Regions from separate parts of the Mus musculus genome. Here region 1 is linked to region 2. Evidence: chromatin contacts called from public Hi-C data. All regions are on one chromosome and are shown on one strand. The core of a region is the stretch at or near the end of the contact, and the rest is flanking DNA. Distances in the headings are between cores, read along the strand shown. Region 1 holds the start of Cldn1 (claudin 1). Region 2 overlaps Gm41436 (a long non-coding RNA gene).

Region 1 (6,705 bases), core at 3,726-6,225, 90 kb after region 2:
CAAAAGTGTGGGGGGGGGCTGCAATTTTCCCTTAACCTGATAGCAGTTTTAAACGTTGTGTATTCAATGAACTCTTGTGATGGGTTTTCTCTTCGTTCTTTCTCAGCAGAATGAGGAAGGCAGAGCACAGAAATTGATAGTGAAGCATAAATGCTACAAAATAATATTTGGAGCAGAGATATGTCTATTTACTCTTGCACCACCCCTAGAAACACTTACATTTTTTTCTCATGTCTTTAAATTTTTAGCTAGTTTTATAACATTATAACCAAAGCTGTGTGTGGAGAAAGGAGTTAGCAAATACTGCAGAAGTTACATTATTGTTTCTGAAAGTTATCCAGCAGTAAACAGGAAGGCAGCCTTTTAATAAAGCTCAGGCAGAGTGAAAATCTGCAGCTTAAAGACCCCCTAAGGAGTTCTCATCACTCTCAACATGAAAGTATAATTAAAAAAATACTTACAAAGATCTCTACTTATAAGACAAGAAATGAGTTAGACAGTATCCTTCTACTACAGTTATTTTAATCAAAGTTTGCAAAGACAAGTATAGACAGGTAGGGGATTTTTTTCCCCCGCTCCAAACTTTAAAGACATGTTCTCCAAACAGGAGAATCGCCATAAAATTCCTGGCACTGTGCATGCCCCAGACTACAGGCCATTCCCATTCCTACCCTATGTCATATATACCATGAACAAGCCAGATTTTGATGGTATTTCTGCCTTCACACAGTTCTTCTTTATTATAATATGTGCTAAAAGGTCTCGGGGACAAAATAAGTGCCCGTTGTGTGGCCACAGCAGAAATGCCCTTTCTCTTCCACAGCTAGATGAGCTTGTTCAGACTGTTAGAGAGCACCGCTGTGCCATTTCCAATGATTAAGGCGATCTCTTTAGCCGGTGTGCAAAGTTTCACGGGTGCCTTCATTGTTGCATTTCTATTTTACAGGTGCTGGAGCTGGTGGGCTAAGTGTGACTCGGTGTCTATGGGTCTGTCAGCAGTCCACGATGTCTTGGAGGATGAGGGATCACCATTACTCAGGGTATCCTGAGATGTTTTGCTATCTCTTTTAAAAAACATACTATTCATTTTTATGTTGCTTCATTATTAAATGTATATTACCGTTTCTGTGACACTATTTTTTTATTAAACTCTAACTACATCTTTTCTCCACTTCCCTTTCCTCCCCTTAAACTCTCCCACTCATTCTCTACCTCAAATAACCTTTTCTGTGACGATCATCACTGTAACCTAGAAAACCTGTATTATGCCACTTAACTTCTTTCCTTCAGTCACTGAAGTTGGCGACAACCAAAGTTGTCACAAGCCTTACCAATGACCTTTGCTGCATTCCAACAAGTAAGAATAGGGCCAAGCTCAGGTTTGCTAAATAGGCCAGTGGACCTTTGATCCATCCCTCTACTCCTCCTACTCTGCCCTACGTTACAAATTGTGAATCCCATGGAGAGCAAGTAGCTCTCCCTGGACAGGACAAACTGGGACAAGAACTCCACACGTTTTCATTTCAGACTTTGGCTCTTGTTTAACTTTTGTTCCACTCTGCACACCCATGGCGTTTCTGGATGTTGTCTATTTAGCAGCAGAAAGGAGTCTGGAGAAGCCTGAGTGGTTACCCACCTCTCCGCCTGTGCTGCACAGATACCCCGTCAGGGATTTTGCTCCCCCGCTGAGCTTGACATCATGGCAAGAGTGCTGGGAAACCTCACAACCACCAATACTCATTAAGCACACCTACACACATGTGAATTCATGCAGAGCAAGTTCAACAGGCTGGGGTAGCTTATACACAAATTACAGCAGTTCAGGGCTAGATGAGACTTAAAGAGAGTCTAGCATAACCTCCCATTTGTCTGCTGCTCGAATCTTCACAACTGCAATCCACAAAAATGCTTACATCTCTGCCTTCACACCTCCCAACACGCAGCCTCCTAGGAAAGCCCTGTCTTTGGACCGTGCTGGTTATTAAAGTGAAGCAAGAAGAAGCAATTAGCTAAGTACATGGAACAGGCAGCTGGCTTTCCACAATGCTGGGAATGGAATCAAAACCAAGAGAGATGTGTGAATTAGACAAAGAAATGTCTACCATAACTGTATTTACTCCTGTACTTTGTATGCCCAAATTTCAGCTGCAAGGATCGTCACTCTAAATGATCACAAGCAGGGGCTTGGCAATGTTCTGGGCTATTATGGGCTATAATTCACAGTGTAGCTATTGTTTTTCCAGGAAGTTATTGTTATATTTCTATAAACTGTTCGGCAAAAGCTCTGTACAGTATGGCCTCTTTATGCTATTTCCAGTGGTTCTCGTGGGACGTGATAATACTGCACTCACTGTACATATTGTGTAAAGGTCATGTGCCTTTCACAACTGATACCAGATATGACAGAAGTAGCCCTTGAGGTCTGGTTACAAAACACTGAAACTCTTCTATCTTATACTTTGGTGAAGTGGGCTCTGGGGCAAAGTTCACGAGTACAATATTAGGAAACCCATAGCTGTGCCTCTTACCTCAAAGCATCTTGTGAGAGGTAAACTTCATGAGACACACACACATACACACACAGATAAGCCTTTTCATCTCTAGGCGTCATGGTACTATACCAAAACCAGCCAGTGAATCACCAACCAGATCTCTACATCAGGTAGGCGTGAACACCATGGCTCAGGTGGAGAAACAGAGACAAGTTTTCTGGGCCTGGTCCAAAGGCACCTACTGAATCACTGCTCAGCTGGGAGAGAAGTGTGAGTCAAGGCTCACGCTTCTGGGAATTGGTTTGTGGAGAGGCTGCTGGGCTCCATCTTGAATAAACTGTAGCTTTAACCAGAACAGAAGATGGAAGCTGTTTTCCGCTAAAACAAATCAACAAACAAGCCACTTCTAAACACTCCTTGTGATGGAAGGATAGTCAATGTGTTTATCACCGTTTTAGGAAATATAATAAGTATATTTAAAAGGAATAAATTACAATCAACCATTTAATGAATTATTCTGGGTAGGAGCGATCTGAATATTTGCTGCATGGACCATCATTCTATCCAGGCATTTGGGAAACTTAGACCTGATAAAATAAAGAATTTGGATTAGAGGAATAAAATTGATAGGAAGCCCTCTCTGGACTTGCTGTAGCAGATCTCACCTGCCAGGTCTACAATATGGTTCTGAAAATGCCTGGCACCATTTTCTTTCCACTGGACTAGTTCCCAATCGTCAACAGTCTGAGTGTATCCGGGGAGGGTAATAAATAGGACATGCTTTCCAAATGTATAGATTACTTTTAATAGAGGAGTCCAGATGTGGAGACAAAACCATGCCAGCTGAGTACATTCTACAGGTTCTCACAGTGTCAAGCTGATTTGTGGCAGGTCTCATAACTGTAAAGTGAAGTGCTTTTGTTGGGAAGGAGGAAGAGCTCCACTCTCATAGGTCAGGGACAATGCCAGCACTGTTCACAGCAGCATTCCCAGGGGACTGTGGAGTAGCTTTGTTTAGGCAAAGGCTAAGGGAACTCTTCCTCCTGTGAGGTAAAGGGCAGGACAACCAATGTGATTTCTCCAGGAAGAGAACATGCCCTGTAGGAATTGAATGGCTTTCTGACAAAGCCCTGAAAAAAGTTTTAGCTAAAAGTGAAGGCGAATACATCTTATCACCCGTCTCCCCAGAATCAGTAGAGATACTCCTGTCTATGCATGCCTTTCTCACTTTACATATAGGACCAATGCATCAATACATAGAGATTCCATTGCGGAAGGAAAAACATGGGAATAGCCTTTCTTTTTCCTCACAGACTTCTTCCCACATGGTGACCTCAACCAGGCTGCCTCCTTCTGTGCCTTCGCTCTTGCTGCCATGCTGCTGAGTTTATTCAGAAGAGCTCTCTTCAGTGACCCACTCCCCAGATGCCACCAGTCCTTCTTATTCTAAACTTGTACCGCACAAGTTGACTCTCCTGCAAATCCTAGTCCATCCTTTGGGGGCGGGGGGGGGGGGATCTCAAGAGGTTCTTCAAGGTAGAAAACCAAAAGACCCAAAGAGTAAACCTTAGCTGTGCGTTGGAAATGCCATGAGACAACTCAGAAAGTTTCTTATTTGATATTTCAGAATCATCTAGTTAACGCTTGTAAACCTACCCAAAGTGTGCCGTTTTCTTGTTCAAACCCTATTAGAATGAATGTGCAGAAGAGGCCCAAGAACCTAAGTTCCACAGTGGTCTTCATTCTCCCAATCTCCACCCACCTTGATTAGAATTTGAGACAAAAAAAAAATCACACCTAAAAGGGCAGAAGGTGCCAAGTAGAGAGTTAGAGGCAAATCTAGGGCTTTAACCTAGGGCTTGGGTTCTTTCTGCTTTATCAGGACAGAGCACATGCTGAAAAGCCTTGACCAATTTCGAGGGTAGCCTCTGGGCTGAATGAAGCTACTACAGAGGACAAGGGCTCCAAGGCTGGGGAGTGGGGGTAGAGAGGGTGGGGGAGAGTCCAAGGATAGGGAGTGGGGAGTTGGAGGATGAGGGTGCACTCACTGTTCAGATTCAGCAAGGAGTCGAAGACTTTGCACTGTATCTGCCCGGTGCTTTGCGAAACGCAGGACATCCACAGTCCCTCGTAGATGGCCTGAGCGGTCACGATGTTGTCCCCAGCATAGGAGTAAATCTTCCACTGGGGCAGGGCAGTGCTGACGATGGAGCCGATCCATCCCAGAGAAGCCAGGATGAAACCCAGCAGCTGCAGCCCCGCGTTGGCCATGGCTCTTTCCGAGGCTCCCGCGGGCTCAGTGGCAGATGCAGAAAGTGGAGTTTGCAAGGTGCGCACCTGAGCTCCCGAAGGTGATGGGGTCTCTGCAAACAAGTTAGTGCCTATACCCTTGCTCTCTGTGCAGCTGCGGGGCGAGGCTCCTGGCTTCTGGTCCGGGTAGGCGGTGGTGGAGTCTGGAAGTGAGAAGTGGCAGAGTTCTCTGAGACGCTGAACCGCCCGGCGCTGTGATTTAAAGCAGCTCCGCCCCTCCCGGCATGCAGCGCCCCCTGGTGGTTTCGTGGCCGAATCCCCACAAAGGTCCTCGCAGGCCAGCTCCGTGGTGGATGATGATGCCCCGTGGGCTACCTGGGGACCATCTGAAGAGAATCAGGCATCCCTAACCTCTTCCCTTCGTGTCTCTCCTAGCACTTGATAGGCATTTTCTTCATTTCACTCCGTAATTAACTAATAATAAAAGTTACCTCATCTGTGTAAATGCAAAAACAACACATAAAGATGGAAAAACTGGGGGGAACTAGAAACCTATTTTCATTTTTTAGTATATTCCCAGTATTTTATTCAGGAAATGTGTCTAACTCGATATTTCTATATTCCCTTCACCCTTGGGCACCTCTTGTCTGATAGTTCCTTCTCTTTTAGGGGCCCTCTGCTCCCTTCTGTTCCTTAAGGTCATTCCATTAGATTTCTCCCATTTCTCCCATGGGTCTCAGAGATGTTGAAACTTTATAGATTAGAGAAGAGCTAACCGGAGAGTGCCTCAGGGCAGGTTTCTAGTACACTCTTAGATCTGTGTGCTTTCCACTGCATATATATATATATTGTCTTTTGGGTTTTTATTTTCCTTTTGAAAATGCAGTCCACTATCTGACACACCCAATGCATGCATGCACGGGCACAAACACACAGACACACATATACACACATACACATACACATACACATACACATACACATACACATACACTTTTTCCTTAAAGCAATTTGCTTAGCATAGTAACTCCTTATCTGAGATGCCTGACCAGCAAAGACTTATCAGATGGAATTCAGCAAGTTCCTCCACATTCTCTTCCAGGAGAAAGAGAGACACTTGGATGCATCCTAGTAGAACTTAGTCTCTGGCTTTGGAGCTGGCAGTAATCTCCCCAGGCTTTGACCTAGGCTGCCTCTTGCTGTCCTCTCTGGGTCTGTACAGCTTCCTTGCTTGTTGCTACACAGAAGCCCACATTGTGGTTGAGAATAATTAAAATGTTTTCTCAGCTGTTATTTTGTCTGTGGTGTGAGTACGGTGGAAAGAGAGGCTTCTATGGATTTAGTAAAAACAGGAGAATTGAGGGCAGAAATAAACACATGAGTGAAAACAAGGGATGCTTCCATGCATGCTAAGGAAAGTACAAGCTTGCCACAAGAAAGTTATGTGAAAAACAAAATAGAACGACAAACAAAGCCTTACTGCCCTCACTCCCATGCTCACTGTTCTCAGACCAGCTTTGTCAATGCTTAAGGATAAAGACTCAGATCTGCTGTAGTCAGGGACTTAGGGAGTAGTGATGACAACAGAACTCAGACAGGAGATAGCAAGATTTGAACAAGTATTCATTGTCCTGCTCCTGCTCCCAGCTGTTTTCCAAACATAAAAGATCTCTAAATAAGATCTGTAGGTAGGCCAGGCCCTGGCTGACTTGTGCCCTCACGCCCTCAGCCTGCAGGCAGTACTACTCTGTGAGTTCAGAGGAATATTCCCCTGGTATCTAGTGTCTGTTCAGGCAGATGAAATGTCAATCATGCTTAGAACACAGAATTCCCTCAAGACGTGCACTATGTGAGATCATATGATCGTATCCATTTCTGCTGCAGTTTTTCAGCGCCCCTTTCAAAAAATAAGATTTGAATTCATCTATGTAGTTGTGCCTGAGGACCCATTTCTACGAAGCCG
Region 2 (6,872 bases), core at 3,844-6,343:
AGACTGTCTAATAAAATTCCTGTTACCAAGCATGTGAAACCTCCCTACAAGCTGTTAGTCAGTAAAGTCCAAGAAACTCCCCGAACAATATAGTCTATTGCCATTGCCTTTGGTAGCCTCTCAGAATTTGAAACAAAAACTTTATTGCTAAAAACATCACATACTTCTGACACAATGTAACTTCTGATGCTAATATTTAGTTCCCTAATTGGCTCTTGATTTGTCAATAAAGAAGGCCCAGGGCTAATTGCTGAGTAGAACATACAGATGGGACTTCTGGGTCCTAAGAGAAAAAGGAAACACAGAAAAGGAGGAAGAAGCTTTTCTGCCATGTTTTTGGAGGAAAATGATGCAACAACCATGTAAGACCTCTGTGGCAGCTAGGGTCTGTGGCCTCTGCTACAGGAAGGTTGCTGAAGATGTTTGGCAAGGAGTAGGTTGAATAAGCCACTAAGATTCACATTCACAAAATGTGGACTGTGAGGATCTCCCAGGATTGTATTGAAGACCGTGTTAGATATTAATGTACTATGAAAGTCTATGCAGTTCCCTCTCAAAAGCAAAGGCTCAGAGTATCAATTTAAAACTAAACAACAGAAGACAGGAATACTCAAATACAATAATTTAGATGTTTGAAAATGTTAGTTAATTTTGAAATATAGCCAATTAAAATAAAATAAAATTGAAAAGAAATAGATATCACAAACTGAATAGAAATTATCTAAGAGAAGATATTGAATAAAATATTGAGAATTCTGAAGCACTGAGTGACACAGAGTTAAAGGTCCAAATAGAAGACTCTCTGGACAGAGAATTTAACCAGAAATCAGAAATTCTTGTACCAGATTAAAAATCTACCTTCTGTGTTGTAAAATGTGGATGGTGAGATTAAGAATTAGTCTCTGACTGGTTTCAATATGCAAATTTACTTAGAAAACAGGCCTACAAGACAGGTACTACGATCCTACTTTATAGCAGAGGGAATTCAGGTGAGCTCAGTGTCTGCCTAGCGACACAGCTTGCAACTGTGATGATTTACATCACTTCTGAATTTGCTGAAATAAATTTTAAAAATCTGAAACTTTGTTTTTGTATTTTCAAAAGTGTTTTCAATGGTGACATAAAAATCCATTTAAAAATTCCAATAGGAACACTTACAAATAATTTAGATGTACCCATCTATTTTATTTTAAAAATGTGTATGCATGTTTTACCTGCACATTTGTTTACTTTGTATACACCTGTGAAGTTGGATCCCCTGCAACTGGAGTTGCAGATAGTTGTGAACCACCATGTGGATATTGGGTATCAAACCATGGTCCTCTGGAAAAGCCATGTGCTCTTAACCACTAAGCCATTTCTTCAGTCCCATGATTTTTTTATTTTTATTTTATATAGATTGGTGTTTTGTCTGCATGTATGTTGGTATGAGGATGCCAAATCCCATAGAGCTTGAGTTATAGATAGTTGTGAGGGGGCTATGTGGGTGCTGGGAATTGAACCTCAGTCCTTTGGAAGAAAGCAAGTGCTGTTAACTACCAAGCCATTTCTCTAGCCCTGAGCACCCCATCTTCTTTATTTTAGTTTGGAAATTATAATGTAAGTCATCAAGTTTTACATATAAAAGATAATTGACTATTAGCATATGCATCAATCTGACATATATATTCTAAAAACTGTTTCTCAAGTATCTTTGAATAATGCCTATGCCCAAAATAGAGTCAGGCACATCATGTGCGTTTATTATCAAAAATCACCTAAAATATGTTGGTGATACTTGGACCCCTTTGTTCAACCTCACCAGTATTTCTGTAATGCTGAAATGCCCCTTCTTTTGACCATCAATAACAGTATAGTACTGGATGGCTATCTGTGTGAGCTCTAATAGTGCTCTGTCTTGCATAACCTTTGAAGTGAACTCTGACAGGACAATGTCCCTTTCTTGTTCTTGTTTCATCTGTCTACAAAATGAGATGCTAGTGGGACCAGATGGTCTGCATGGCTCTACCTATGGAATTATGCGAAACCTTGGTAAACATAAAATAGGCTCTTTCACTGATAACAGCAGAGTATTCATTGAACTCCAGATTATAAACAAAAGAGTCTGCTAGAGTTTCCAGTAGAACTAGCATGTCAAAAGTAAGTCATGACTTGTTCATTCTTATTCTTCAGGCTTATGTGGCTTATGCCTGAGCACAGGCCTTATGTACATTACCATGTACATTACCGACTCCCTAGGGCCCCCCTGCATATGCTGAAATGAATTCTAATCAGAGGCTCTTGCTGTGCAAGGTAAGCCTTGTCTGATTACATCAGCAGGGTGGGCTGGGATGCTCCATTCAGTTCAGAGTTGTTATAACATTTCAGGGACACAGAGAGGTCATGGACTTCTTCTTTTTTTTTTTTTTCTTTTTTTTTATTATTAGGTATTTTCCTCGTTTACATTTTCAATGCTATCCCAAAGGTCCCCCATACCCACCCCACCCCCCAATCCCCTACCCACCCACTCCCCCTTTTTGGCCCTGGTGTTCCCCTGTACTGGGGCATATAAAGTTTGCAAGTCCAATGGGCCTCTCTTTGCAGTGATGACCGACTAGGCCATCTCTAAGAGAATGCTGAATGCAGAGGTAAAGGCTTAAACAGAATGGCCTAGTCAATGATCACATTTCATAATTTCATGGTATGTTGATACTCCCAGATATGGAGTCAGCCTGGCTCTTACAGGTTTGGCTGGGGACTCAGGAGCTTTCACTTTAGCATGCTTCTCTTACTACCCAGCCTATTTTAACAATGGTCTTTACAGTCTGAAATGCAAGATAGTTTAGAAGAAAAATAAAATCCTTATTCTGGTGTGGCATATTGTCCAATGAATTTTCAAGTTCTTTTTACATCTGAGGTTCCATTTCTTTATCCCACTTGAATGATAAGGTGTTCAGGGCATATTAAGACATCGGAACATCAAAGAGGAAAGAAGGATCTACATCAATCCCATGGTTGCTGGGTTCCACATTTTCCATCATTCAGTGCTCCTCCCACAATTATTTGTCAGACAATAGAGAAGACATTTTGAAAACATTTTGAAAAAATTTTACCATTCTTCCTTTTTAAAATGTGTGTGTGAGTGTGTGTGTATGTGTCTGAGTGTGTGTGTGAGTGTGTGTATGTGTGTATGTGTGTGAGTGTGTGTGAGTGTGTGAGTATGTGTATATGTGAGTGTGTGTGAGTGTGTGTGAGTGTGTGTTTATGTGTTTATGTGTGTGAGTGTGTGTGTGTGAGTGTGTGTGAGTGTGTTTATGTGTGTATGTGTGTGAGTGTGTGTGAGTGTGTTTATGTGTGTATGTGTGTGAGTGTGTGTGTGAGTGTGTGTGTGTATGTGAGTGTGTGTGTATGTGTGTCTGTGTGTGTGTGCATTTTGTGTATATGCACTCATCTGCATGGAGGTGCTGCATACGTATGTGCTTGTGGAGGTCAGAGGTTGACTTTAGTTGTACTCCTTCATCCCTTCTCTACCTTCCTTTTTGAGACTCTGCTCATCACTGAGCCCATACTTCACTGATTCAGCTAGACTATGTTGCTACCAAGCTCTGGGAATCTTCTTGTCTCTGATGCTTCCTCCTCCCCACTAGTGCTAAGGTTGTAGATGTGTACAATACATGGGTTTTATGTGAGTGTTGGAGATTCCAGCTCAGACACTAATGATGTGTGTCATGCACTTTACTGTCTGAATCTTGGCCCAGCAAGTCACCCTTTGATTTCTGCTCTTATCCTGTGAATTTCATGACATTTAATGGTAACCATTACTTGTATTCTTGTGTTATCTTCATAGATACTATCAGGTACTGTGATAGTTGTCACTAATTTTCCCTTTGGATGTTGTGTTTTGCCAACAGAGTTTTACAGGACAGTGAAGATATCACAGAGAATCATGAGAGTGTATTGAGGGGCTGAGACAGGAGAATTAAGACCAAAATCTCCACCTGCCTTCAATAGAACAGTCAATCTTACATATTGGACTCTGTTACATTGTGAATAAGGAGTCTCCAGACAAAACACTTGAAAACCATATGTTCTTTTGAAAGCGATCGTGCTAAATTCTAGCCCATGCTTTACTGAGACTTTGCATCAGGCAGTTACACTGCATTCAACTATGACCTTCCTGGACATAAATAAAGCTAATAACATCTCTGAGACTTTCTTCCCTAATTTTCTATGATCACAGAACCAAAGACATAAAATCTTGGCAGCTAAAGAAATAGAAATTTACTGTCTCAAAGCTGTTTGCAGGGTCACTTCCTATAAGCCTATGAAAGAAAAATGTATTACAGCTGAAGGTCTCTTTCCTTTTTTTGTAGAAGTCAGCCTTCTGTTACTTTATAAATAATCTTCCTTCAACCTGTGTATTTCTCAGTATCCAAATACATAAGGACTTTGGTCCTATTGACTAGATCTAACCTATTCTACTCTGCCTTCATCCTAACTAGTTACATTTGCAACCATTCTGTTTCTAAAGGAGGTTGCTGGGGTTTCAACTTCTGCTCTTCAATTTTGGAGTAATACATTGCTAGCCTCAATATCATCTTCATAGGATGAGATGAAGATAAAATTACAGTTTAATCATTTAAAGATTGCCTAAGACCTTGTAGCTGTTCTACAGGGGTAGGTTTTGTTATTTTTGTACAGCGTAGTCTGCACCATTTTCTTTCCAAGCACTTCCTCCTATTCCTCTTTACTATAATCATTTCCAATTCTTTTTCCTCTGACTATCATGGACCTTGCCTGTCTTCTTGATGTTTCCAGATAGAGTTGTAAACTCCAGGATGAGCTTGTGTCAGCTCTAACCTACAATTTTCGTGGGAAGAAATCTAGGAATCAGCTCCAGGCAAGGTTTAAGATTCTGCTTAGTCCTACTGGTTTTTAAAAGCCAAGGTTGACCACATTGGCCCCAAACATTGCTAGAACGGAGGGAGGTCCCACCGCCTAGAACAGTGGTTGTGAATTCCTTAAAGTTTGGCCACAAAGCAAAGCTTCTGAGAGAGAGTGTCCCAGAGAGGTAATGTCAAAACTTGCTGAGAAAAGTTCATAAACATGTCTGAGCATGAGGGGGTGTTTTGAACAGCAGATGCCAGAATCCAAAGAAAGAACAGTCATGATGGAACAAAAGTTCACAAGGGCAAACAAAGGAAGGGAAAAGAAAGCTGATTTTTCTTCATTTCAATTTTGTTTTAAATGTGTCAGTCTGATGTTCCTCTAGTCTGTCTTTTCTTAGACACCTTGTGCTTGAAATGTGTTCACCTCCACCACAACCTGACTTGTCCCCCAGAGACTCTGAAATACGATTTACAAAGAGAATGAGTGACGTACTCAGTTCTACACTTACTGCCAGTAGCGTTTTTTTTTTCCCCCAAAGAGCAGCATAGATTCTAAGCTGAAATATCAAAGGAAGAATTCAAAGACTGGGGAGATGCCAATCTGATTTGTTGAGCACACCTGGTACACACCAAGTGGTCAGGCAGGACCTTATTGTTATGGGGGGAAAGGAAAGTTTATTGTTCATGAAAACAAGGTGTATCAAGGCATTGGGTTGATGCATTTTCAGGATAAAAGGCATGAATTAAGAAATACAAATCCCCTGATCCCATGCTCCAGCTTCTGTTTGAGCAATGAGGTCATTAGACTGGGGAGTCCTTTTTGCCAGCCCGTTTCAAGGATCTTGAGATCTGCACATCAGGATCTTGGAATGGGGATAGGCCTTCTGGAAAAGCAAGAGAAACATTTTTTAGATGAAGAGATTAAGTGGGTGGAGTTAAGTCTGAAGGCTAATCTCTCTGCAGGTGGTATGTGGTGTGTGTGTGTGTGTGTGTGTGTGTGTGTGTGTGTGTGTGTGTGTTGACATGGGCTTGGCTAGCTCAGCTGTTGTTTTGGAAGGCCAAATAACAGCTTTTAATTCCCCAGTGAGCCATCAGCCCAGGGTTACACCTCTACAGTGGTGGAGGTCTTGGGATCCACAGCAGACCACCCACAAAGAAAAGATATACAAACAACATCAAACCCTTCGAGCAGGTTTTGTACTTAGAAATTCCCACAGCTTTTAGAGTCAGCTACACTTTTAGTTTGCTTCTGTGGAGGGGCTTGGAACAGACCTAGACATCTTAGAAGGAGGGAAGCTAGATCAACATGAAGAACAAAACAAAAACAATTAAACAAAAACAAAAAGAAAACAAAACAAAACAAACCCCTCAATTGCAACTTTCCATCTATCTTTTTTTTTTTACACAGAGATTTTTCCTGAAGAGGAAAGCCTTTGTGTGAAGTAGACCACAGTTCTGAGTTGGCCATTAGCTCTGCCTTTGATTTTTGCAATTATCATTATTTCTTAGACCCTGTTTTCCTTACCATGAAAAAGAACACTTTCTACATAGGCCAGTCCTCACAATTAATCACCCACACACTAATTTGATAAATCAAAAAAACTATAAAGGAATGAAATATACTAACACTATTTTATAAGACTCTTGTAGAAATAGAAGATGATTCAATCCCTGTGGTCACAGTTTTGAAAACTGAGATTCAAATGCATATCCAAATTACAGATACACGCTTGAAACCAGTGTAAGGACAGAGACTGATTGGGTGTATTTCACTACATCAAGCTTTGAAGGATTATAAAGACGCATGTCCAACAAAGCAGCTACAAGGGCAGGACTCAGACTCCACGTTAGGCAAGGCAAGGCAATGCAAATTCATGATCACTCTCTGCATGGCTGATATGTGGCTGATGGAGGAAGCCAAAAGGTTCTGTGCCTATTTCCATAGGTGACACTTTTTTTTTTTTTTTGTATACTTCAGGAGAATTTTTGAAAACCTGTGATCTC

Evidence for each region. Hi-C and Micro-C count contacts between places; a contact is called where the count stands out from the background.
Region 1: a contact with region 2 is called in a Hi-C map of uterus, with 2.9 times the contacts expected there. The contact joins the promoter of Cldn1 here to the enhancer-like site in region 2. A contact is called at or near these places in 3 of 39 promoter capture datasets (embryonic stem cells and liver), 3 of 484 Hi-C or Micro-C datasets (nephron progenitors and uterus), 1 of 115 datasets of contacts at active chromatin or transcription factors (embryonic stem cells) and 2 of 9 other capture datasets (adipose tissue and liver).

What each region holds. Positions count from the first base shown.
Region 1 is chr16:26,366,864-26,373,568 of GRCm38.p6, forward strand. Cldn1 (claudin 1) reads right to left here and starts at 4,976. Exons shown (of 4, transcript NM_016674.4): 1 at 4,541-4,976. The coding sequence starts at 4,763.
Region 2 is chr16:26,276,643-26,283,514 of GRCm38.p6, forward strand. It overlaps Gm41436 (a long non-coding RNA gene), which reads left to right. Exons shown (of 5, transcript XR_875990.1): 2 at 6,847-6,872. Among named protein-coding and RNA genes, the nearest start is that of Gm41436, 28 kb to the left of the region's middle. Within about 2 kb of position 5,094, at least 5 of the 459 cell types and tissues checked have an H3K27ac peak or open chromatin away from gene starts, as enhancers often do. A contact at or near this core is called in uterus, where this site is marked.